Regions from separate parts of the Mus musculus genome. Here all the other regions are linked to region 1. Evidence: chromatin contacts called from public promoter capture Hi-C data. All regions are on one chromosome and are shown on one strand. Each heading gives the region's core, a stretch centred on a gene start, on an enhancer-like site or on the middle of the called end of the contact. The rest is flanking DNA. Distances are from core to core; before and after follow the strand shown. Region 1 holds the start of 5330439K02Rik (a long non-coding RNA gene). Region 2 holds the start of Krt18 (keratin 18). Region 3 holds the start of Kmt2d (lysine (K)-specific methyltransferase 2D). Region 4 holds the start of Rnd1 (Rho family GTPase 1). Region 5 holds the start of Dnajc22 (DnaJ heat shock protein family (Hsp40) member C22).

Region 1 (5,076 bases), core at 1,212-3,711:
GCATTGGGCATTGGGAGCTCTCAAAGCCGGCCTACAGAGTGACCTATACCATACACCTTATAGTTTATTTGAGACAAGGTCTCACTATGCAGCCCTAACTGGCCTTCATTTACTGTATAGACCAAGCCAGTCTCAAACTCATAGAGATCCTCCTGCCTCTGCCTCCCAGGTGCTGGGTTGAAAGGCGTGTACCACTATGCCTGGCCCCAGTTTCTATGATTTCTTAAGCATGCAGCTATATGGAAATAAATGCATCAATATGCCATAAAGTCGGGGTGGCATTGTCAAGAGACGAATCGTCTGCCTTAGGTCTCATTAGCTTTGAAGTTCTGTATGGATGAGCCAGTCAGTATTTCATGTTCTGTCCTTGCACCTACAATAAACTGTCCATTCCCCGTTTATGACCTTTAGTTGCCAGACAGTGGTTTCACAACTCACTTAGACATAATGCTTTCCCTGACTGTAGATCTGTTCCAAGCCTGCTTTCTTTTCCTAGTGCAATCACCCAGGACACATGAAGGTTTACAGAGCTCTATCTGCAGCTTGTATTCTATAGAGGAGTGCGATTACTTATTTCAATTTAGGAATTCTATAAAATCATGATCAGGAATTATGAAATCATCAATTCGGGTCTGCACAGCATTACCACATGTTCATATCGATCCTGATCAATAGTGTGGGCTGATGCCCAGGAATCACTGGGCTATGTAACAGCGACAGGAAAGGCATCTCAGCAGCAAGAAGCAATCCTGGGCTGAAGTCTCTGAGGACCCTGCATCTCAGAGAGCACCCATTGCAGGCCATGAAAAACCGTGGGCCATCTCCAGGAAACTCACTTGCTTCTGACACACAGGCACAAGCATAAGCAAAACGCTCACACACTGAAGCAGATCCAGTTCCACATAGGGAAATAGAGATTTTTCTTTAATAAACTCCCAGGCGATGCCTGTCACTTCATCTCCTTGCATCTTTACTATGGAAAGCCGTGGGCATTCTCACTTTAAAAGCCTCGAATCAGTGAATAGATTCCCAGTGTCTATAAGGCCTCTCAATTGTTCTGACTCCGACAACTAGAGTTTCAGTTCTTCTCCAGGTCAACTCATCTGTGTGCGTACACATTGTTCCAGCCCGAACCCAGCCGGCTCAGCATTGGCCACCACCTCTGCAGCTGTATATTTCCTGTTTGTTTTTTTTTTTCCATTTTTTATTAGGTATTTCGCTCATTTACATTTGCAATGCTATACCAAAAGTCCCCCATAGCCACCCACCCCCTCTCCCCTACCCACCCACTCCCCTTTTATGGCCCTGGCGTTCCCCTGTACTGGGGCATATAAAGTTTGCGTGTCCAATGGGCCTCTCTTTCCAGTGATGGCCGACTAGGCCATCTTTTGATGCATATGCAGCTAGAGTCAAGAGCTCCGGTCCTGTTTGTTTTTAAATGTTTATCTTTGTGCATGTATGTGAGCATTCGTGTGTGGTTCGTCCGAGTGGATGTATAATGAATGCCACACGTCAGTCAGAAGACAACCTGAGATGTCTGTCCTGTCTGCCACTTTGGGAAAGGGTCTTTTCTCAGTCTCTTTTCCCTGCAGGGCGTTCCAGACAAGCTGGCCTCCGAGATTCTGGACATTTTCCTATTTCTACCTCTCACCTTCCCCACTGCAGTGCTGGGATTATAAATGTACGCACTGTGGGCTGGACAGAGAGAGACAGACAGAGACTGAGCTTGTGTGCACACACACTCGTTACCTGTATGTCAGTGGAAGGGGAATGGAAGAAGAAATACTCAGCAGCTATGTGAGGAAATGAATCCGTAGAATCCGTATCACATTTTTTCTTTTTGTAGTTTGTGTACATGTTTGCGCATGCCTGGTGTTGGATATGCACATATCTTTTTTTTTTTTTTTTGGACAGGGTCCCCTCTAACCCTGTAACTTGCTAACTTGGCTAGACTGGCTGGCTAGCAAGTGCCAGGGCTCCTCCTGCCTGGGTCTCAGCTCTAAAGAAGCTCCGGGTTCCCCTGCACAGAGGCCAGGACGTGGGTGTGTTGGGGGTGGGGTGGGGAGGCGGTCATAGGCACAGACCACCGTGCCCAGCTTTTGGCGTTAGAGTCAGGGATTGAACTCAGGTCCTTAAGCTTACTCAGCACTTTACCCAGGACGACCTCCCCCCCCCCGCCCCCCCCCCCACACCCTGGACTACACAAAATGCCCTCCCTTTAGTTTGTTCTCCCAGGCAGTGCCTTTCCATTTCTGTTAGAAAACCGTCTGTGACTGCGCTCGTGTCTCCTGGGAGTTCTATTAGCGAGCCGGAGACACCGTAGTTGAGGGACTTAGAAGCTACCTGAGAACCGAGAGAACCCATCTTTTGGTCATTTTCTATCCTACCTACCTACCTCCTCTTGCAGAGAACAGCTTTGCAACTGTTCAAACCACCAGCCCTCCAAACACGGAGATGTTCTACAGACGTGGGAGCTTTTGCAAACATGCAAACATTTCATCCTTCGATCTTCACAGAATTCTGCAACACAGGTACAACCCACATGAAGTTCACCGAAGTGACCTGTCCAAGGTCCCCCACACTAAACCTGACTGCAGACGCATGGCTTCAGCGTGCTTCACGTCCGTTAAAATGCCTATGGACACAAGAGGGCCGTCGACTCTCGCGGACAGCTGGACGCCTAGAAACCCTTCCGAGTTTCAAGTAGTCATTTCTCCAAAAAATATCCACCGCGCACCTACTCCGTGACAAGGGCGCGTGAGGACCAGAAAGCGAGGGTTGGAAAGGGGTTCTACACCTGCCGCCAGATTGATGGAGGGCGGAGCCCTGCCGGCCGCCGCCACTAGAGGGCGCAGCGCCACCCCGCGCCGCCGCCATCGGGGCCACGACCCCGGGCTCCCACAGAGGTCAAGGGCAGCGCCCGCGGCCCCGAGCCCCCAGGGACCGACGAGGGCACTGGGTTCCTCAAGGAGACGCCGTCCTCGGCTCACGATAGCGACCTCAGGCTGGGCCGGCGCTCGCTCCCTCGGGGAGGCTCGCTTCCGGTCCTGCGCGCGGAAGCGTCGCCGCGTCCAATCCGGGTCCCCGCCCGGGCTCGCCCGGGGGGCGCGGGGCGGCTCGCAGCCGCCTGTCGGCGTGGAGGGGCGGCGCGTGCGTGCTGCGGGGCGCACTCTGACCCGGAGACGACCTCTCTCCGCGCTCCCTCCCCTGCTGTGAAGATGGCGCTGTCCAGGGTGTGCTGGGCTCGGGCTGCTCTGTGGGGTTCGACTGTCGCCCCTGGACCCTTTGTCACCCGGAGGCTGCAGCTGGGCCGCTCTGGCCCTGCGTGGCGAGCCCCTCGGTGAGGGCCCTGGAGAAAGAAGAGCATTTTTGATGTAGAAGCCCTTCCAGCGGCTCAGCCTCCGCCTCTCGGGATCCCCTGCCTTGGGCCCTGGGTTTTGCTTTTCCATGCAGGATTCCCACCGAACGCCCGTCCCTGTCCCTCTCCGTACTCCGTGTCCACCCGATTGTCCCCGCACATCCTGAGCTCATCTTTCAGCTTCCCCTTCCCATCTCTCCATGGCTTCAGCTTGCATTCTCCTGGCCCCGCAGGCTTTGCGCACGCTCCACGCTCACACCTTTCTGCATGATCTGCCCCTCTCATACCAACCCTAACCCTGAGCTTGGGTTTTCAGAAGAGTTCTGGCAATCGCTCTCAGAAACCGTATGTTTACCGAGGGGTCCTACGTACCGAATGGCTTCTACTCCTTCGCAGATAGTCTCTTTGGTCTTCGTTGTAGGTCTTCAAAGCTTCACCTTTCTCCGAAGGCGGACGTGAAGAACTTGATTTCTTACGTGGTGACCAAGACAAGAGCGATTAACGGATCGTACCATCGTTTCTTGGGGCGTCATTTCCCCCGCTTCTATGCCTTATACACAACCTTCATGAAAGGTAAACGCTAACATTGAGAAGCCCGAATCTGCTCTTCTGCGTTAGTCACAGTCAGTGAGATTGCAATGTGCCGGGTCCGCTGCTGCGCTGTGAGTTGGGATGTCTTCTCTTCCGTCAGGGTTTGAGCATGAATTCTTACAAATTGTCACTGCCACCTCTTAAATATCCAGATGGATGTTATGGTAGACAAATCCTGACATCACTCGAGAGAGAGCAGAAGATGTAAATATATTCTCATTTCCTTAGAAATTCCTTGTCCTGCTCAGTGCAGACCAGACCCAGGGATTGTTATCATAAGGAAACCAGATTAAATGCTTTGTTTTAAACTCCTTAACACCAGGGCGTCATGGTCGATTAACCCTGAGAGCTCCCCAGCCAGGTAGTAACTCGCTGCTTCGTGGGGCGTGTTTATCACGTGGCCAGCTTAGATAACTTGTAGTGGAAATAGAACTGTAGACACTTGGTTTCTGAATGCTTCCACTCAAAGTGGAGGTCCGCTAGCTATGTTGAGATGATACCTATAATGTCACATGACAGCCCTGGAACCAAAATGCCGGATTCAAATCCCATTTGTGACTTAGACTGTGCACTGGCGCTAGTGACACTTACAGGGTCTTTGGTGTCTCATCTGTAAGGAGGTACTAGAACCTACCTGCTGATTACCTAGTTATGATTATTATTTAGTCATCTAGGAAGAGTGTAGCTCGGGCTGGCCTGGGGCTTTCTGTGTAGTGGAGGATGACCTTGAATTTCTGGTCTCTCTGCCTGCTGGGATGGTAATGCTGAGTGAGCCACCACACCTAATGGTGAAGAGTAGATCAACATATTTAAAAGGCTTAGAACATGGCCTCATTTATTTTAGTATGACAGCTCTATACCAAGTGTCCAATATGTGTTAACTTTTTCTATTGTTGTATTCTATACTTTTATCCACTAATAAAAAAAAATAGAACGTTGCCAACTCTGAATCTTACTCTAATCATTAGCGTCATGGAGTTTATCTAAGAAGTGGAGGTAACAATGGCTGCCTTGTTAGCCACGGGGGTTCTGTGTCTTACAGCCCCACAACCCAGCATCCCAAGGCAGGAGAATCAGGAGGTCTAGGCCAGCCTCAGCTACACAGCAAGGCTGTAACAACAAAAACA
Region 2 (4,837 bases), core at 1,652-4,151, 1.6 Mb after region 1:
ACCCCTGTGTCGCCCGTTGAGCTTTCTCCTAGTTAAACCTGCAGTGCAAGTTCCCTCCCCTTCTGCGGGATGAGGGAATGCAGGGCCTGGGGGAAGGTCCACTTCCTTCTTCCCCCAACCCCAGACATTCCCCCCAGTCCACTCCTCACCCCACGGTTCAACCTCCTCTTTTCTGGTCTTTGTTCTGAAAGCTCCTTGGCTGGCCGCCTCGCTCTTCCCTTCCCCCCAACCCCCATCCCCCGGCCTGGCTTTGCTACTGCTCCATCCCCTTCTTCACCTGGCCACCCACAGCCCCGAGGCCCAGCCCCGGGGATCTTGGATCGAAACTATTCCCTCACGCCACTCTCCCCAACCCTTCTAAAGCCTGTCAGGCCGAGCTTTAAGGCCCGATTCCAGAAAAATCAGGTACTGCTGGGAAAAGGGCAAGCTGGCACCGGACTCTGGAGGTCGGTATTTGCTCGGATGCCGCAAGAGGTCAGGAATGCGACCATCTACGTTAGCTGTGAGATAAGGAGATACTGCAGCTCTTCGGCCACACAGCAAACCTTCCCACCACAGACGGACCAGCACTGCAGGGGTGTGGCAGGATCAAAGCAGGATCTACCCAGGGGCTTAAAGAAGAATTCTAGGGTCTTCTAGTCATTACTGAAAGAACTGAAAGTCCACCAGTGGTTGGCGGTGACTTGAAGCTTCCTTCCCGTCCCCTCCTGACGGAGGCCTCACTCTGCAATAAGTAACTCCTATTTCTTCAGCAGTGAGTGCTGTATTAACATTCCCGTGCACTGCCTCCTAGAAGATAGACAAACGATTCTTTTTTTTTTTTCTTCTACCCATAGAAGTGAAAAACAAAACGGAAGTTCAGTTTAGTGACTTTCTGAAGTCACCCAACCAGCAAAGTATCCAAGTTGGATAACAAACGTAAAGCTTAAAAACAGCGAAAAGTTGCCCATCGGTACACTTCATTGTATAGTTCTATAAAATAGAGCAATTGTGGAACTCGGGTGGGGGGGGTGGGGGGGGGAGAGTTTGTAAAATTGAAAGCCTGGGATCTCCAAACACACCCCCTCCCCAGGAGCTTTTAGGCAAAGCCAGTGGGCATTTGTTTGTATGTTATTTTGCATTCCATTTGCCTGGCTGTCTCTGGCAACACCCAGGCTCCCCAGCCAAGTCCCACGGAGTCGCTGAGGTTTTCCGGTCCAGAAGGAGGCAGGCTTCGAACAATCCATCACACCCAGCATGCATCAGCCCTGTGTTTGCTTCCCTCTAGTCTGATCTGCTGACCTAGGTTCTTCGTAGCCCCTCCCCCTCCCCCTTGCTCTTCTGATTTTACTTTTCTGTGTGCTCGCACTCACACAGTCAGTTCAGCTGGCCGCTCGCTCGATAAGGATCAATAGGTCCACTCCAGAGCAAAGAGCATGGCCACAGGTATAGCAAACACCAAGTCCTGCCGGAAAAACGGGCTCCTGGTGCTGACCGATTCCAACCTCAGGGTTTCTCCCTCCTCATTCAGCAGGAGTGGTCATCCAGCTGGCGAGGAGGGGGTGCGGGGGTGCAGAGGGGCTCTTTCCCCCAGAAAACAAGCTGGAAAGCCAGAAAGCATTATAAAAATTGACCAGGAAGGACCGAAGAAAAGGCCCGGGGAGCAGGAGAAGGGGACAGATGCAAGGGGGTGGCAGAGGTTGAGGTGGGGGATGGAGAGGCAGGCAATCTGGTTCAAACTTAGCTGTTTCTACATATCTGGTCTATGGACTCAGACCCCAACCTGTCCAGACACAGTATAATCTACAGGAAGGACAGTGGTTCTCTCTTCCTTGCTGTTCCCATAGCTACTAGAAGGTGTCTAGCAAATACTGGTTAAATCTATGTGCTCTTGGGTTGGCTGTGTTCTCAGCTGGTAAAGTGGTCTGCCTGAGGAGTATGAGGCCTTGGGTTTGGTCCTCAGCACCCTGTAACCTGAAAGTGATGGAGTCTCATGCCTGGGATCCCAGCACTTCAAAAGTGGGACGGGAAGATCAGGAGTTGAAGGCCATCCTCAGCTACATGGAAAGTTCAAGACCAGCCCGAGCTACATGAGACCCTGTCTCAAAAAAGAAGGAGGAGGAGGAGGAGGAGGAGGAGGTAAATGGTAGGTGTCCAGACATAGGGATACCTCTTCTACATAATCACAAAGGCCCCGATAAAGCCTCCAGGGAATGAGTTGAATGAGGACATGTGTACCCACGCGTTTGAGGATATGTATTTCCACGGTTCCCTATGGAGCCACAGCAGTGTCTTGGAACCATGGGGCCGGAGCAGAAAAACCAAGAGACCTGCCCTCAGGTTCGTGTTTCTCTTCTTTTTGAGCTCCCAATTTTCTTTCCCCAGGATTCCTGGGGTTCTAGGACTGCCCCCAGACTTAAGCTGGCGACATGCCACAAAATCTTCACCCTAGTGAACCCCTCTTCTGTCTGTGTAAATGGAGTTTGTTTGTTTGTTTGTTTGTTTGTTTGTTTTCGAGATAAGGTTTCTCTGTGTAGCCCTGGCTGTCCTGGAACTCACTCTGTAGCCCAGGCTGGCCTCGAACTCAGAAATTCGCCTGCCTCTGCCTCCCAAGTGCTGGGATAAAGGCGTGCGCCACCACGCCCGGAATAAACGGATATTTAAAACGCCATTTTTTGCCCTGAAAACAGACACTCAGGGGCTAACACCACCTGCTATCCTTTGTGCACCCCTTAGTTATCCACTCCCTGTGTCGGTGAGGATGGCAGGTATGCTGAGGGCGTGTGCAGAAGTGGAGAAGGGCTGCGACCTGTTAGGTCACAGGAATCCCGATCCTGGCGCCCCCGGCTCCGGTGGCTGGGGCGTGGCCTGCTGGGGGAGGTCCCTACCTCCTCCCGCGGCGATATAACAACAGGTCGAGGACTGCCACCCTCCGCGGCGGAACTCCTGTTCTGGTCTCTCGCTTCGCTCTCCTCTCCAGACAAGATGAGCTTCACAACTCGCTCCACCACCTTCTCCACCAACTACCGGTCCCTGGGCTCTGTGCGAACTCCCAGCCAGCGGGTCCGGCCTGCCAGCAGCGCAGCCAGCGTCTATGCAGGTGCTGGGGGCTCCGGGTCCCGGATATCCGTGTCCCGCTCTGTCTGGGGTGGCTCTGTGGGGTCCGCAGGCCTGGCGGGAATGGGTGGAATCCAGACCGAGAAGGAGACCATGCAAGACCTGAACGATCGCCTGGCCAGCTACCTAGACAAGGTGAAGAGCCTGGAAACTGAGAACAGGAGACTGGAGAGCAAAATCCGGGAACATCTGGAGAAGAAGGGGCCCCAGGGCGTCAGAGACTGGGGCCACTACTTCAAGATCATCGAAGACCTGAGGGCTCAGGTAAGGGGCCTAAGGGGGGAGGGGCAGTAGCTCCGGGCTGTTCTGTCTATCCAGTGTGCCCACACCCCCAAACTTGAATAGAGTGTGGGCTGTTGACTCCCTCCACTCTTTCCACATTCACCACATCCCCCCACACACACTCTATGGGACGGAGTTAGGAATACTCTGGACTCTCACCCACAACCTGTAGGAATTCCAAGCGTAGTGGTTACACACGCGAGCCGGCTTCCCCCAAGCAGTGTAGTGGGAAGAGAACAGGATTGGAAAAAAAATAAAATAAAAAGGTGTGTGTGGGGGAATCATAAAATGAACTCAGACACTCACTTCTTTTCCAGTAGGAACAGTTAGAGGGTTAAGCGGATGTGGCTAAGGCTGAGTCATCTAGGAGTAAACAGGAGCTTACCTGTAGGAGGGGCCAGCGGGACAAGTGGGGGGGGGGGGCGCGTCCCAGGACGGGGGGGGGGGGGGGGGTTAGCAGGTGCACCTGGAGAAGATGCCAGGAGAGGATCAGAGAAATCTTGTTGGAAGCTGCTCTTTTGTAAGCAATCCAGATAGTGCAGGCCCTGGCAGAGGGGCAAGGAATCCAGGAAGGGAGAGGAGGCTCAGGTGGGAAGGGAAGACAGAAATACACGCCTCTGACTGTTCCTGGGACTGGGATGGATTCACTGAAACACAAGACGTGTTTTCTCATCCCCCACTTCTCCACACACACACACACACACACACACACACACACACCCTCATGTGACCCGGAACTCTCAAAGCGACTCTCTCCACTTTAATCCACCCAGATCTTTGCGAATTCTGTGGACAATGCCCGCATCGTCTTGCAGATCGACAATGCCCGCCTTGCCGCCGATGACTTTAGAGTCAAGTAAGTCCGGGGCTGCAGCTGGAGCTAAGAATGGCCTACTCCCAGAACTGTATTAGAGTAGGGTTCCTTCCTTTCCGAAGTTTATTCAGGTTAGGGTTCATTGACTACTGAGTTAGCTCTTCATCTGTGCAGCCCAGTTTAAGCAAACGCTCCAAGGCCAAGAATCGTGCTAAGGGAATGACTCCGTGACTGTTTATGGTGGGCACGGGGCTAGTCTATGGAGGTGGCACTGGTTGAGAAGGTTCAGGCCCTCTGATCACCTCCACTCCTTCAGGTATGAGACAGAACTAGCCATGCGCCAGTCTGTGGAGAGCGACATCCATGGACTCCGCAAGGTGGTAGATGACACCAACATCACAAGGCTGCAGCTGGAGACAGAAATCGAGGCACTCAAGGAAGAACTTCTGTTCATGAAGAAGAATCATGAAGAGGTAAGCCGGGCCACTGACCAGGCCTAGGAGCTAAGGGCCAAGACTAGGCGGGCCAGGCTGCCCCCAAAGCAGCCTAGCATGGAAGCAGAAGCCCCGGCTGTTAGCCTGTTTTGATTAAGAGCAGAGCCATTGGCTCACACATGTTCTATGGCTCACCTAAGTTACACTATTG
Region 3 (4,652 bases), core at 1,497-3,996, 1.6 Mb before region 1:
CGACACCCATTACCTCTTCCCAAGCCTCATGCACAACAACCCATCTGCAGCAAAGCAGGATGCTTATCTGGCCGACTTACAGAGCATGCTCTGAACTGCAAGAGGCCCTTACAAGCCACCTGTGGGAAGTGGGAACTGGAGCTCAAGGCTCAAGCCAGGACCCTCTGCCTATTCAATCATTCAAGGCCTGGTCACACCGAAGGTCCAAGAGGACTTTAAAGTTTCCTAAATGTTTGCATCTAACCATATCTTCCTAACAGATCCTCCAACAACTTTGTTCTCAGAGTTGAGGCCAAGAGAGCCACAAACAGCAACAAAGAGAAGTAGAAGGCAACAGTGATAATACAGTGGGTAGGAGGGCCACCTGACACAAGGCCAGAGGGACACATTCCTCGGCCCTCCCCCAAGCACAGCTCGCTCCCTAGCGCTCTCTCGCTCTCTCCTGCTCTCTCTCTCTCTCTCTCCCTCCCTCTCTCTCTCTGCTAAAGCTAGCACTGCCCAAGTAGGTACAGAAACTACCTTCTCCATCTAGCCTTGAGGATCAAAGTAGAAACCCCAGCAAAGAGAGCACCCCACTTACAGAGCCATGGAAGGTCCAAGACTGAGCGGCAAACTCTCCTTTTTCTGTACCATAAAGAACCCAGGGACACCTCCAAGTAGCCTGAAACCTCAGCCCCTAACTCCTCAAGCTTTCAGCCCAGCATCTATACCAAAATACCAAGTGCCATAGCAATCAAGTCCCTGGAGCCTTTTGAGCAAATAAAACCAAGGGCTCCCCCATCCCATCATTCACAGCCAGTAAACAGACACACACATATATCCCAAGGGGGTTTTCCCTGGATCGAAACTAGGCTAATACCTGCGCCAGGCTTGCTCTGAGCTAGGGAGCTGACACCCGGAGTCTTACATCTAAAAACACCCAAAACAGCCCAGAGAGGTGGCAGAGATTTACCCCACCACTCTCCTTCCTGTGTTCACCCTAGACCAACAGGCTTCACTCCATTTTCTCTGCAAGGGAGGAAATGGAGGCTTGGAGGGGTGAAAGGCTGGAGCCCTTGAGTGAACAGCTCTTCAGTGGGACTCAGGACTTCCTGGTTCCCAGCTAGAGAATCAAACCACACCTCTCTCCTCCCCCATTTTCAGTCAGCCCTCTAGGAAGGATCCAAATGGTAACACATTGTCCCTGGGTAGCCTAGGGGATCAGCCAGAGCTAACAAGGTACAGTCTCACCTAAGGATGCTATCTAAGAGCAGACAAGAGAGGCAGAGACCATAGATGACAGCTCACTTTACCCCGCACCCCTATGCCAACTCTCAGAAAGCTTTCAAGGGCAAACCCCCTGCTTTCCCCTTTCTGAGACAATACTCAAGGAGACCTAGCAAATGTATTTTGGAGGGGGTGGAATGAGGGCGCAAAATGCACTAGCCAAATCCCTGCTGGGCAACATGACAGGTGTGAGAGAGGCTGTCCCCAGCCCGGGGCCCAGAGGCTGAGGCGGGAGGCTCATGCTGCACCCTTCCTGCTGTAGATACACACCCCTTCTCCCCAGCACCTCCTACCAGGGCTGGAAACACTGGCTTCCAGCAGAAAAGAGCACAAATAAAGTCATTTCTCCATCAAAGAGGCACAAGCTAGCCTACTCTGCAGAGCCGGGGCAGCACCTGAGAACTATTTACCATTCCGTAGCCAGAAAAGCATTGTAGAGATCTGGCGGGGGCTTTCAGGATTGGCCAGGGACTCATGGGCAGCTAACTCTACACTAGGCCCAGAGAAAGCAAGAGACAAAAGCCATTTTTTTGCAGCCCACATTCGTAGAGAACAGATCTCAACGGCCTCCTCTATAATCCCCCGGAGATTATGTCCATCCCAAGAGGAGGGGAAACGAAGCAGGCTAAGACACCACTAGGCCTTGCTGGGGTCACTTTGCCAGGCAGAGTAGTTAAGTTGAACAGCAGGGGCAGAGCTGCCCCAGCCCCACCTCCTTCATGCCCCAGCTCCCCTCTTCATCGCACCAGTTTCCACCCACCCTCCCCCCCCCCCCCCACCTCCCGGGTGAAGGACTCAGGGCTCCTTGAGTTTCCCACGGATTGTTTTGGGTGCCCAGGTAGGTAGGAACAACATTAAAGTCCAATCTGGCAGTATGTGGGACCTGGCAGTGGCATCCCCCCACCAAGTTGCTCTGTCCCAAGGAACCCTGGGGGTGGGGGTGGGGGACAACAGCCTGGGATTGGTGTTGGCATCAGGGCCTGGGTCCTAGTTTGGTCGAACTCCCTCAACACAAAAATAAACAGGCAGAGAGGCTATCTGGACATGTTCCCAAACTCCTGTAGTTCCCTGAACCCCCAATCTTTAAAGAGGCACACCCCAAGAAACCAGGCCTCGGTTCTGCCGTGGCAACTGGCTCAGATTCCCTTGACAGACCCTGCCAAAGGAACCCTCCCCAGCTCTGGCACCCCTTTCTCCAACCTAAAGGCCAGCCACCGGCCAAGATAGTCCATCTGGCTGTGCCCCTAGTCCAACCCTTTCTGGGCCCAGGCCGGGCGGACTTCACTCACCTCTTCACAGGGCGATCCAGAAATCCTCATCCGAGAACATGGCCAGAGCCCGGGCCGCTCCCCGACCTCCAACCGCCAGAGCGAGCACAGCCGCCCCCCACTCGGGGGGGCTTAGGGAGACCAAGAACGGTAAATCCAGGTCGGAGTGGTCACCCTTCCCCCGGGGGTTTAAAAAAAAAAAAAAAAAAAAAAGCAAAAATCCAACAGGGGTTCTCTGCCTCAGGTTCCAGCAGTTTAGGTTTCCATGAACAGCCCCAGGGCGGCGAATCCCGAGCGGACACAAAGAGAGCACCGGTGGCTTTGATCTTGGGCGAGCAGGCTCCGCATCCGCGTCGCGGGGCGGCCTCTCAGTCCTAGGGCCCGGCCAGCGCCCCGGCCGCCCGCGCCGGGCTCGGGCGGAACGTCGAGGCTCTCCAGATGGAACGTCGAGGCGCCTCCCCAGCAGCCCGGAAGGAATGCCGCGCCGCGCCGCGCCGCGCGCCGGGCCCGGATGGAACGTGAGCCCCTCGCAGCCGCGCCGAGCCCCTCTCCCCGCCGGGCCGGCGCCCCGGGGCCGCGCGAGCTACGGCGACGCGGAGCCGGCGGGGCCGAACCTGACACACACCCAGCGCCGGGCTCCGCGACCCCGAGCGTCCCCCCTCGGCGGCTTCGAGCCCCCCACCTTCTGCTCCCCCCGGGGAAGGGAGGAGGGTTGGTGGGCGAGGAAGAGGAAGGGGCGGGCGGTGCGAGCCCTCTGCCCGCTCCCCTCCGGCCGCTCCAGGCCCAGCGCTCGCCTCCCTTCCCCTCTGGCCTCGGGAGCTGCCCCGCCCCCGGCCTGGCCGCCTGTGGTCAGCGGCACCCCCTAGACCCCCGGCAGGCACTGATCGCGGGGGGTCTAGAGGTGCATGGTCCAACCCCGGCTCCCGGCGCCGGGGGGTCAGGAAACTGAGCGGAAAGTGGGGAACGAGGCAGCCATTTGCAACCGGAGAGGAAAGTAGTGCAGCGCGGCGCCGCTCCGCCTCCCCCCTCCGCCTCCTGCTCGGCCGGTAGGGTGGTTCCTGCGAAGAGGCTCTTTCCTCGCCTTGGAGCTGGGCAGCGATCGTAGAGACTCGTGGAGCGTCCGGCGCGAGATCCAGGGGGCCCTTTTGCCTGGGGAACCCCACTCGAGAAGGGGAGAAAGGAGAAGAGGAGGCCCTATTTTGTGTTGGAGCGGGGCGGCGGAGGGGTACAGCCCTCTTGGAGGAAAGGCTGTGACTCTGCAGTTCTACGCACACGCTCCGGGATCCCTCCGCTGCAGATTAACCCCGACTGCGCCAGGCTGGCCGCCGGGCAGACACGTGGGAATAAAGCCCCCCTCTTCTTCGCCACGGCCCAGGAGCTGCCTCCTTTACCTTCTGGGTGGTAAAGCTAGGATTCTGGCCACTTTTTAATTCTGTTCCCTAAAGTCACTGACCCTTGGAACTCCTTTCTTTGGCTGGGGGACAATCTTTGCCAAGGGGGGGTGGGGGGTGAAAAGAGAGCCTGGAGATTGGCCGCAGCTCTGCATCCTGGGAACTGGAGTCCGCAAATGGAGAAAGTGAGGCACCGTGCCTGGCGCTGCAAAGGGTGGGTTCTTGCCACGTTTGGGGGCCGGAAGAAAGCTGGACGACTCTCAGGTCTTCTAACTCCAAGACCCTTTGGAGTAGAAGTATTGTCGGTGTCCTCGCGATCCCCAAACAACCACTTCCCGACCAAAACATCAATGTAGAGTGTCCCCACCCCATATTTAATTTTCCCGAAAATCTTCTAAACCTGTCTTTTATTTCTTCTTCTTCTTCCTTAAACTAAGCTAAATACTCTGCTACTTGGTTGGAATATTGTTAATCTGAATAAGACCCTTGGCAAGCTCCCGCACTCCCAAGTATGGAAGGAGGGAAGACTAGAATTACCTTTCTGCACAGACTGTATACATGGAGTAAGCAGGTTGAGACAAATTAACTATGTACTCGATACTTTATATTCCCCCCCCCCTTTCCTCACCAACATTGTGGAATTATCTCCATATTACAAGTGAAAAGGCTGAGGCTACACAAGAAAAAAATCGCCCAAGGAGTCACTCTGAGAAGTTAACCCATAGTG
Region 4 (4,905 bases), core at 677-3,176, 1.8 Mb before region 1:
CTTCACAGAAGCTGGGTGGCACATCTACCACACATGCAGGAGAACCTTGGTGCTCTCCAGCTTCCCCAGAAACTCGGGCTGAGCACGTAGAAAATATCCTTTTTGGCAAAGCATGGATTTTTCTTTTCTTTCTCACATGGCTGGCACTTACTCTTTAAGGATGTCTGAGACAGACGGTTAAAAAGAGGGGCTGGGGTAGAGAAAGTGGGAAGGGCTCAGAAGCAAAGCTGAGCTCTAAAGGGCTTGGGAGCGGAGAGTAGGGAAAGCATTGCTTTCTACATTTCCAAAAGATAGACAGGGCATCTCCAACTCACCCCAGCCCAGGGAGAAATGATAAGAACTAGACCCCCATGTGCTCAACTGGACACTAACCCAGTGTGGACATGCCCTACATTTACTGCCCCCCCCCCAAAAAAAAGCATCGATGATGCATCGCTTCATCATCGTCTCTAAGCCGCAGCCTCTGAGTTGCGGCAAGCAGACAGCTTCGGCTTGAGATGCAGGAGAGTGATATTCCCTCCAAAGCCGGCGGGGCGGGAGGGTGGCTCTCTGCCCCGCCACAGCTGCCTCCAGCAGCACCCTCCTACCTCATTTAACTTTGCTCTGGAGAACTAGAGAGAGAGGGAGAGAGGAGGGAGAGGAAGGGAGAGGAGAGAGACAGAGACAGAGGAGACGTCTGGTACTCCCGGGGAGTTCTCAGGGCTCCCTTCACCTCACCATCCAGAGGTGAACTAGACCAGAGACCCAAGTGGCACCCAGGCTTGTTCACTGCCTTCCAGGATCCTCTAAAATCATCAAAGCCCCAACCAAAGAATTTTTTACATTCTTTCCTTCGCTTTCCTGGCAAGCACCTATCTTCAAAGGTGGATTCCCAGCCCCCCCCCCCTTAAAAAAGCAGCAACTGCGGCTAGCCAATGGTGGTAGGATGGGGCATTTGGGGGTACACTCTTACCTGAGGTGTCCCAGAGACTAAGCTCCACTCTCTGTTCCTCTGTCTCCAAACAGGCTGTGTAATTCTCAAACACGGTAGGCACATAGGTCTGCGAGGAGACAGGAAACACTCACACCCCGGCAGCAGCATGCCCTCAGAACCCCACACCAAGCGTTGGCTACACATGCGCCGAGAAACACCAAAGTGTCAGATGGCGAGAAGCCAGAGGAGGGGGAGCCATTGGGGACTGTAGAGGTATTGGCCTTCGCTCCCCAGCCTGGGACAAACCCCCTACATCCTAGCTAGTCTGAGACACATACATTCGCATTTTCCTCACATCTCTAAATGTGTGTCCCATTTTTCAGAGCCACAAGCCAGTTTTAACCTCTGTCTTCTGCCCTCTAGTCCTTTGGCACAGGTGAACAGGCAAAACAGCAGAAGCCTGCGCGGGGGGGGGGGGGGGGGTTGGGGAGGGCACCCTCACAGAGCCTTATAGGAGGGGCAGGCAGGTACTGCGTCAAGAATGAAGCCCAAGCTCTCGGGAGCCTCCAGGTCTCAGGGATGAAGGCAAGTGGGAGGGGATATGATGGGTAAAGAGGTGAGGAGGAGCCGACCGGGCGGCAGAAGTGGGTCAGGTCTCTAGGGAAGCAAGACAGGGCAGTCCTCCAGCCAGAAGGCAAGGCAGGGTGGGGCGGCCTGCGGGTGGTGGAGAGCGCTGTCCCGGACAGGTGGGGGATCGACCCCGGGACGGCAGGGAAGCTCACCTCGGGATAGCAGTCTTTCGCTAGCACCTGTAACATCGCCGTCTTCCCACACTGCACGTCTCCCACCAGGACGAGCTTACACCTGACCACCACTGGCTGCGGTGCCCGTCTCTCCTTCATGGCTGCAGCCTCGGAGGGACGTGGACTCGGGTTCAGGGAGGAGGAGGTCGCGCCTCAAGTGTCCGCACTAGCACACTAGCGCGGGTTCCCTGCCTGCCTGCCTCCGACTGAGGCGGAGGCTCGTAAGGCTCCGCTATAAGTCTCAGACTGATCCAATCACAAGAGGAGGCGGACTCTGTCCAGGCCAATCCCTAAGGTGGGATCCCCTGCTGCAGCCAATAGTAGGAGACTCCGAGTCAGCGCCCTCTTCCTCCCTTCCCTTTCTGTTAAAGCTGCACGGTGGCTTCCTCTTGGAAGGGGATTCCCACGCTTTTTGTGTTGCTGTTAGGAGGTCAGGAGGGGACTGGAAGTAAAACTTAGTGATCTCTGAGTGTCTATGAGTTAGTGTCAAGACCCACAAAGAGCTATAGAATCAGGCTGTCTGTCCCAGGAAGACAGCAGGACCTGCCTAAACTATGGACAGGTGGGTGGCATCTCTCGGGGGAGAGGGTGACTCCTTAATTTTATATAGTTCCTATTCACACTGGTTCCACTTCTGGGATCTCCTAATAGAAGTCTCTGCTGCCCCTCTTTTACAGCCCGACTCCCTTCCTCAGGAATCGCCTTCCCCAAAACAAACCAAGAAAACAAAACAAGACAAACAAAAAATAACTTGACCCAGAGATAGGCAAAGAAAACAAAGGAGGGCGTCTTTCAAGTAGGAACAGGAGAGAGAAAGACCAAACAAGCTGCTTTCTGCCAGCCAGGAGCCAGCTCATGCCAGGCCTGGCAAGCAAGAGTGAAGGTGTTTTGTTCTGTGGCCTGGCTTCAGTGTCCGAGATGAATCCAGGGCAGGTCTAGTTCCAGGCTGATAGCCACGGATTCTGACGCACTGATAGTGTCACCTAGTGAGAGTCCAGCCTGGATGCCAGGGCTGGGCCTCAGGGATTAGAAATTGAAAACCAATCATTGTAGACTGAGATAAACTACAAACTGCCGCCGACTGGCCCTAGCCTGCAAGCCTCCACGGCTTCTGCAGACCCCTCTACTAGACAGAGCTATGGAAGTACACAGCTCATATAAGCCACTGGCCACCAAGGAAGTCCCGTGAGGCCTCCAGAGAATTGGGGGAGGGGCAGTTTAGGGCAAACTTGAGAACAACCTAGGGTTCCCCTTACCCTGTTCTGTTGGTTTGGTTTCTTTCTTTCATTTTATTTTATTTTATTTTATTTTTTTTAGAGAACATCACACTGGAACTTGCCGTATATAGCCCATCTTCTTGCCTCAGGCCTCAGGCCTGAAATTCAGACAGAGAACACCAGCCCTGGCTCACGGTTGTCTTGAGGTCCCTTCTCGAACAACCCCAAGCTTTGCTCATAAGCCAGTCATTGCCACCCACCCAAGACCATTTTCCCTGAAATTAATAAGCACCTTTCAAAGGCTTCACAGGCCCTATGGACAGATCTAGTAAGACAGCCAGGCCCACTATAACGGAGAATGGACGTTATCTGGGAAATGTAGTCCAGCCAGTCTCCCTCTAGTCTACTCTTATGGTTCCCAGCTTCTCTGTAGGCTCACAGGCTGGGCAGGGATCCCCTCCATCCATCCACCCATTACTTCCAGGAATGGAGTCACTGAGGGAACCAGTGGACTATCCAGCGTTTCCTTGAGTGATTATTCCCTCCTCGAGGCTCTCCAGGAGTTTCTTCACCTCATCTTTCCCGACACCTCAGCCTTCACATAAATGACAATCTCTGGAATTCTTCCCCTTTGTCCTTTCCCACCGTCCTGGTGGCTTCCCTGAGCTAAGTGTGATTTGGAAGAGTTCTAGAACAGCTGGAAGACTTGTCTGTCTCAACCTGGATGGAGTCCTTTCCCTCAGCTTGACCGCCCTCGGGATCTGCCCACCCCGACCCTCTGGCTCACCTAACACAGGTCTACAAGTGTCTATAGGGTTCCTTGTGTTCTCTTAACCCTGAATCAGGTTTCCTCCAAGAACAACATGAAAGGGTTCAGCATTCCCTCCATGTTCTTCTCTCCCAGCCTTACACACACACACACACACAGGGAGAGAGAGAGAGAGAGAGAGAGAGAGAGAGAGAGAGAGAGAGAGAGAGAGAGAATATGCTGTAATAGAAATGAAAATATAAGAAGGCAGATTAGAAGCTGCTGAGGGTGATAGGGTTGAAGGGAGACAGGGGGTGATTACAAATCCACCGAATCACACAGTCGAAACTGGGAAACTGTTATAGTATGTTCATTATATCTTCACAGAGCAAAGCTATACCCAGACAGGCATGCTTTTACTCACAGAACTTGAGAAGTACACACATACACACACACACACACACACACACACACACACCCCACCCCCCACACCCACACCCACACAGAGTTTAGTAGATAGAACACAACACTTGCCTCTAAGAATCCAGGCACAGAGCACTGGGCTCACGATCCCTAGGGCTGCTGTAAGCTGGGTATAATGGCTTATGTCTGTAACCCCAGAGCGCAGGAGGTGAGGATGGAGGATCAGGAAGGCCATCTTCAACTACTTCATGAGTTTGAGACCATCCTGGGCTACATGACAGCCTGTCTCAAAAACCAAACAGACCAGGAGTTGGAGAGATGGCTCAGTAGTTAAATAAAGGTACTTTCCACCGATCCTGATGCTCTGAGTTCGATCCCTTAGGTCTCAGTGGTGGGAGACCTGACTGTCACAACTTGTTCTCTGACCTACACTCAGGAACACGCACACACAGTAAAGCTTCTGGAATACATAGATGACTTACACTCCTAGTTCTCCGGCTTCTTCCTCCCGAATGCTGGGATCACAGGCACACGTTCCTACTGTAGCCCCTTGCTTTTCTTTTATAGCTTCTATCATTCATTTTCTCCTTAAAACTCTTGGTTTGCTTGTTGGGGGTTTGTTGTTGTTTGTTTTGTTTTATTGTTTGTTTTTGTATGTGGGTTTTTTGTTTTTGTTTTTGTTTTTTTGAGTCAGGGTTTTTCTGTGTAAAAACCTTGGCTGTCCTGGAACTCACTCTGTAGACCAGGCTGGTCTCAAAGTCAGAGATCCACCAGCCTCTGCCTCCCAAACTCAGGAATTAA
Region 5 (4,912 bases), core at 2,304-4,803, 1.4 Mb before region 1:
CTTTCCCAGTGCTGGCATTAAAGCATGACCTGGGCTGCAGACCCCAACACCCAGATCTTTTGATTTCTAAGCGAATCCATCTCTTAGGGCCCAGAGAAGTAGTAGTTGCTGAAGACCCAAATCTTTGGACTCTTGCTTGGGCCTAGCTAATTACTAGTCCACAGCTTGGGAAGACAATACTACTTATAAATTACATTATAGTCATCTCTTTTTCGCCTAGCTCTGTCTCCACTCTTCCATTCATTCTCAAACCACTAAGAAGTTGAGACTGGCCTGACCAGGGCTGGACCTCCTGCACTTTATATAGAGAGCAGGGGATTCTGGGTCTCTGGAACATTGCTTTATAGGGCACCTCTAAGGCAGCTTCTGTTTGCCTTGCTATTCCCAGGTCTACATTGTTCTTGGGGCCACTCTAGTTTTGTCTCTTTCCCCTATGTTTTAACCTCTTTCAATTTTGTCTCGTCAAATTTGGGGTGGTCTTTGCTCCTCTTTGGGTTCCTGCCTCTGGGAATGACCCAGTGTAATAGTGATGTGCTGTGGAATCCAGGCAGCAGAGGTAGAGCTTCCTTGTTGCCACAAATGAGAACACAAGAATGACCAGGCCATGCCAGGGCACGCCCGCCGTCGCTTTTCATTCCGGGCACAGGCGCCTGGTCGATGCCCTGCTGTCCACCCTCCCCTGCAAACGGCCCTCCTCCTGGCCCCCGCCCCCTCCACCGGCTTGGAAAAGGCAAATTTGACATTTTTAAATCCCGAGCCTTAGAGGGATCGATGCGGCCCGAGGGCCCCGCCCGGGGTCGATATTCCTGATTGGGAAGCGGCCGCTGAGCGGAGCCGGGGTGTAAATCACCCGGACTGGGGGGCGTTGCGGGGGGAGGAACCAGGAAACCTACTGAATCCCACGCGCGCTCAGCGGCAGCTGGAAGGGTCTCTGCTCAGGCTGGACCGAGGGCGACCGACTAAGAAAGACAGGATTTAAAAGAAGCCGAGAGGAGCCCACCCAAGGCCTCCCCCCTCCCCCGTCTAGTCCTGCCAACTCCAGCGGCCGACTCCGGTCTCGCTTCAGCGGCCGCCATCCTCCGTTGCCCCTGGAGCCGCGAGGGAGGCCGGTGTCGGAGCCAGCCATGCAGCGTCTCCTCTCCGGCCGCTCCCGCGGGGCCCGGGCTTCGGCGGCGGCTGTCACGGAGCCGACAAGCTGGGCTGGCGGGGAGGAGGCGGGCGGGGGAGGTGTTGGGGGCGGAGGGGGGCAGCTGGAAGCCAGCGCAGTTCTCGCTCAGTGGGCGCAACAGATGTTTGCAGAATAGAGGAGCGACAAGGTGGTCTAGGGTAGCGAGCGGCGCCGGGGTGAGGGGACCTGGGCACACTTAGGAATGAGAGTGCAAACCTGCGACGTGAGCAGGCGCTGGAGGGCGCCGGCCAGAGAGACTGGGGAAAGGCTAAGCAACTTTTGGTCCTGTCTGGTCATCGCCTCGGCCTCCAGTACCTGCCGCGTTCGGTTGGGGAAACCGAGGCAGCTGAGACCGAGAGAGGCCTGGAAGATGAAAAATCGGGGACGGTGGCGAAGGTTGGGGTGGCCATCAATTTCCTCACGGGTTTCTGTATCAGCCAAGGCCAGCCCTGGGCCAGTGGCGGGTAAATACGTTACTATGCCCTCGACAGCTGCTCACACGCTCCCCTCCCTCCCGCTTCAGCTTGTCAGATTCCCCCCACCCCCACCCCACCTCCCACCCCGAGCCAGTTTATAGAACAACAATTTGGGGAAAACAATCCCGGCCGAGTGACGGCCCCGTAATTGTGACAAAGTGAGTGCGGACGGCTGGAGAGAGCGTAGGGCGGGAGCGAGGCAGGGCGAGGCGCAGGCAGGGGCTCCTCTCGCCCACCCTGTCACCCCTGTTCTCATTCCGGTCACCTCTCATCCCTCTCCTTGACTCTTCCTCAATTCTTCTTCTCTAGGTCCCCTGTGCCTCCCTTCTCGTTTCTCCATCGCTCTGCCCTCTCCTCACAGTAATGGTCCTCCTCTCGCCCCTCACCCTCCACCACCCTCCTCCAGATGTGCCTTTTCCTCGCTCATTTCTCACTCTCTTCTCCGTCCTCCACTCTTTTCTCCATCTTTTTCACGCGCTTACATTGCCCTTGGGTCCCAGGGCTCTACGGCAAAAATCTGCTTCGCTCCCTCCCCAGTCCGTCCTTTCTAGGCTGGGCCCGAAGCCTTCATCCCTTTCGCGTTTTTGGACACTTCTGGGCCCCTCCTGCGAGCAGGAGACCTGGCTCCCCGGGGTCCCCTCCCCCTCCAGGCGGTTCGCACTGGGCTCCCGGCTCCCGAGCGAGTTTGTTTGTCCAGCGGCGGCGGCTGCTTCTGCCCGCGCTGTTTGCCAAGCTTAGCGCGCCGCCGCGCAGAGCGGGCCCAATTAAGTCTCATTCATTATTCAGCGCCCCCGTCCGCCCCCCGTCCCCAGCCGTGGCTGGGTTGTCGTTTTGTCGCCCCTCCTCAGCCCTAAAGGGGCCATATCTAGTCCCCAGCTAGAACTAGACGTTGGAGGGAGCTAAAACATTCTGCCCACTGTTGACAAGTGACCCTAAGTGAAGCCCACCGGCTCCATCCCTACCTCTAATCAAGCCTGGGGAATTTCGTAGATCCAAGCTTCTTTTAAAAGAAACTGAAGCTCAGGAAAGGGTGTGACTTGGCCAAGGTCACGGAGCTGCTCGGGGATTGTAGCCCGGGATGTTGAAGGCATCTTGTAAGCCAGCTCCATTCCAGCGTCCAAGCGAGAAGGCAGGCTCCTCTCCCCCGAGTCTCCCTGGGTTTGCCCTTACTCTTCTGATGGCTCGCCCCCACCCTGTATCCCTTGCTGGTGTGGGTTCCCCCCCCCCCCTTTGCTTCAGGCTACAAGGGTCTGAACAGCTTCTGGCTCTATGGATTCTGGGCTATGCAGGCTCAGACTCCCAGGTCTGGCTGTGGAGTCCCCTAACTGGAAGGCCTGGAAGCAAGGTAGTGAGGCAGAATTGCGGGTCTTGAGGGGCTCTCTCCTTCACCTCTGAGTGGATGTCTCTCCTTTAAGAAATTAGACGTGATCCTATAATGGCCGTCTTGGAGTACAGAGAGAAGCGAGACAGGGATCACCTCCCATTTGTGGCGGAGAGGAGAGGAAGTCGAGATTTTTAATTTTATTGATAGAGTCGCCCTTTTTCTCCCGCCAGGTAGCTGCACGGTTCGGACAGCTTTGACCAGGAATGTCCCAACCTTGCAAAAAGGAGATCTGGGACTTTTGGGGACCCTCCCTTCCGTAAACGGCAGCGCCATCTGGCGGTGTTAATGAAGTGCTGCAAGAGGTGCGCACTGCCGGGAGTGGGGCGCGGTTCCAGGCCCTACAGTGTAAAACTGGGTGAGTCTGGGGAAAGCTTCCCGTAGAGAGGGCGATCAGAGCCCAGGAACACAGGACCGGAAGGTGGCTACGAAGGGGCTGACCAGGGCTTTCGGGGCGGGGCCTGCAGGAGGTGGCCTGACTTCAAACACAGTCACCCAGCACTGAGGGACAAAGTCCACTTGTGTGGAGGTGAGAGCAGTTACAGAGGGGCCATTTTGAATCTGTGTTCAAAGGCAATGGCTGTTCTGAAGCAGCCTGGAAGCCTGGGCTGCCAGGTACTGCGGCCCTGCTGGGACTGCCTGAGGGTGAGTTTGCTTGAAGTAGGTAAGACGATTGGCAGGCAGATTTGATATTCTGAGGATTTTTGCGGCCGCTTTGTAGAGTGCCTTCGATCTGGTTGATAGGGATAGGATGGCTGGGCTGTGGGGTGCTAAGGTCTGGGTCAAAATGTTCTCCAGAACGTTTAAGTGGAAGGAGTTCAGGGTCCCTTTCAAATTTGGCTTGTGGGAGAACGGCATAGTCTGGGGAGATGGGAAAGCTGGAAAGGGCTTTGGCCGAGTTACAGAATGCACCCGCTTACACACACACACACACACACACACACACACACACACACACACACACACACACACACACGATGTTAAAGGAGTGAGTTTGGCTAAGACACTGGCTTTCAAAGGGGTTTGAAACAGTGAAAAAGTATTCTCTTCAGCCCTTTCCTGTGAGCCATTACTATTCCAGAGTCTAAGGGGAGGATAGAAATTTAAGCTTCTTTTTTCCCCCTTCTTATTCTTTCTCAATTTTACTTTATGTACACGGGTGTTTTGCTTGAACCTTTGTGTGTGCACTGCATGCACTCCTGATATCCTTGGAGACCAGAAGAGGGCATCTATGAGCTGCCATGTGGGTGCTGGGAATTTAAACCCCAAGTGACCCCTGGGTCACCCGTTAGTCCCAAGCTTTTGAGTTGTTGTTGTTGTTGTTCAGGCACCTAGTTCTCAGTGTCCCAACTTAAAGTCACTTAAAACATTCTCTTCCTGGGGGTGGAGAGATGGCTCAGCCGGTTAAGAGCACTGACTCTACCTGGTGGTTCACAACCATCTGTAATGGGATCTGATGCCCTCTTCTGGTGTGTCTGAGCACAGCTACAGTGTACGTATGCATAATAATGAATAAATCTTAAAAACAAAAACATTCTCTTCCTTGGACATGGTGGCACATGCCTATAACCTCAGCACTTGAGGAGGTAGGGGCAGGAAGACCAAGATGTCCTCAGCTATGGCCGCATAAGACCAGTTTGGAACGTGCAATAAGACTGTGCCTCAAATATCAATAAATTAATAATAAATAAATGAAAATATTTTAATTGAAGCATTTCCTCCCTTAAATATGGAGTCACTGTGATTGTAAATAACAGGACTGGGGTGCTAACGGAAGATAGGAGACATCTAGTACCTGAGAGACCCCGAGGTAGGGCTAGCTTGATTTTTATTACTGCTGAGCCTTTCTCCTTGCTTCACCTCTCAGGCCTAAGGATGACCCTCCAG

What was found. Promoter capture Hi-C pulls out the DNA fragments that hold promoters and counts their contacts.
Region 2: a promoter capture Hi-C map of liver shows a contact between it and region 1, with 4 times the contacts expected there. The contact joins the promoter of Krt18 here to the promoter of 5330439K02Rik in region 1. A contact is called at or near these places in 3 of 39 promoter capture datasets (liver and stem cell-derived epiblast-like cells) and 1 of 115 datasets of contacts at active chromatin or transcription factors (pancreatic cancer cells).
Region 3: a contact with region 1 is called in a promoter capture Hi-C map of pre-B cells, with 3 times the contacts expected there. The contact joins the promoter of Kmt2d here to the promoter of 5330439K02Rik in region 1. A contact is called at or near these places in 2 of 39 promoter capture datasets (liver and pre-B cells).
Region 4: a promoter capture Hi-C map of liver shows a contact between it and region 1, with 2.3 times the contacts expected there. The contact joins the promoter of Rnd1 here to the promoter of 5330439K02Rik in region 1. A contact is called at or near these places in 3 of 39 promoter capture datasets (liver and pre-B cells).
Region 5: a contact with region 1 is called in a promoter capture Hi-C map of pre-B cells, with 3 times the contacts expected there. The contact joins the promoter of Dnajc22 here to the promoter of 5330439K02Rik in region 1. A contact is called at or near these places in 2 of 39 promoter capture datasets (liver and pre-B cells).

What each region holds. Positions count from the first base shown.
Region 1 is chr15:100,465,906-100,470,981 of GRCm38.p6, forward strand. It overlaps 5330439K02Rik (a long non-coding RNA gene), which reads right to left and starts at 2,462. Exons shown (of 3, transcript XR_001781773.2): 1 at 2,396-2,462. It overlaps Letmd1 (LETM1 domain containing 1), which reads left to right and starts at 3,106. Exons shown (of 9, transcript NM_134093.3): 1 at 3,106-3,340; 2 at 3,780-3,931. The coding sequence starts at 3,219.
Region 2 is chr15:102,025,315-102,030,151 of GRCm38.p6, forward strand. Krt18 (keratin 18) reads left to right here and starts at 2,902. Exons shown (of 7, transcript NM_010664.2): 1 at 2,902-3,360; 2 at 4,152-4,234; 3 at 4,509-4,665. The coding sequence starts at 2,965.
Region 3 is chr15:98,868,459-98,873,110 of GRCm38.p6, forward strand. It overlaps Kmt2d (lysine (K)-specific methyltransferase 2D), which reads right to left and starts at 2,747. Exons shown (of 55, transcript NM_001033276.3): 1 at 2,556-2,747.
Region 4 is chr15:98,675,535-98,680,439 of GRCm38.p6, forward strand. It overlaps Rnd1 (Rho family GTPase 1), which reads right to left and starts at 1,927. Exons shown (of 5, transcript NM_172612.3): 1 at 1,696-1,927; 2 at 953-1,040. The coding sequence starts at 1,815.
Region 5 is chr15:99,095,931-99,100,842 of GRCm38.p6, forward strand. Dnajc22 (DnaJ heat shock protein family (Hsp40) member C22) reads left to right here and starts at 3,554. Exons shown (of 3, transcript NM_176835.2): 1 at 3,554-3,670; 2 at 4,893-4,912.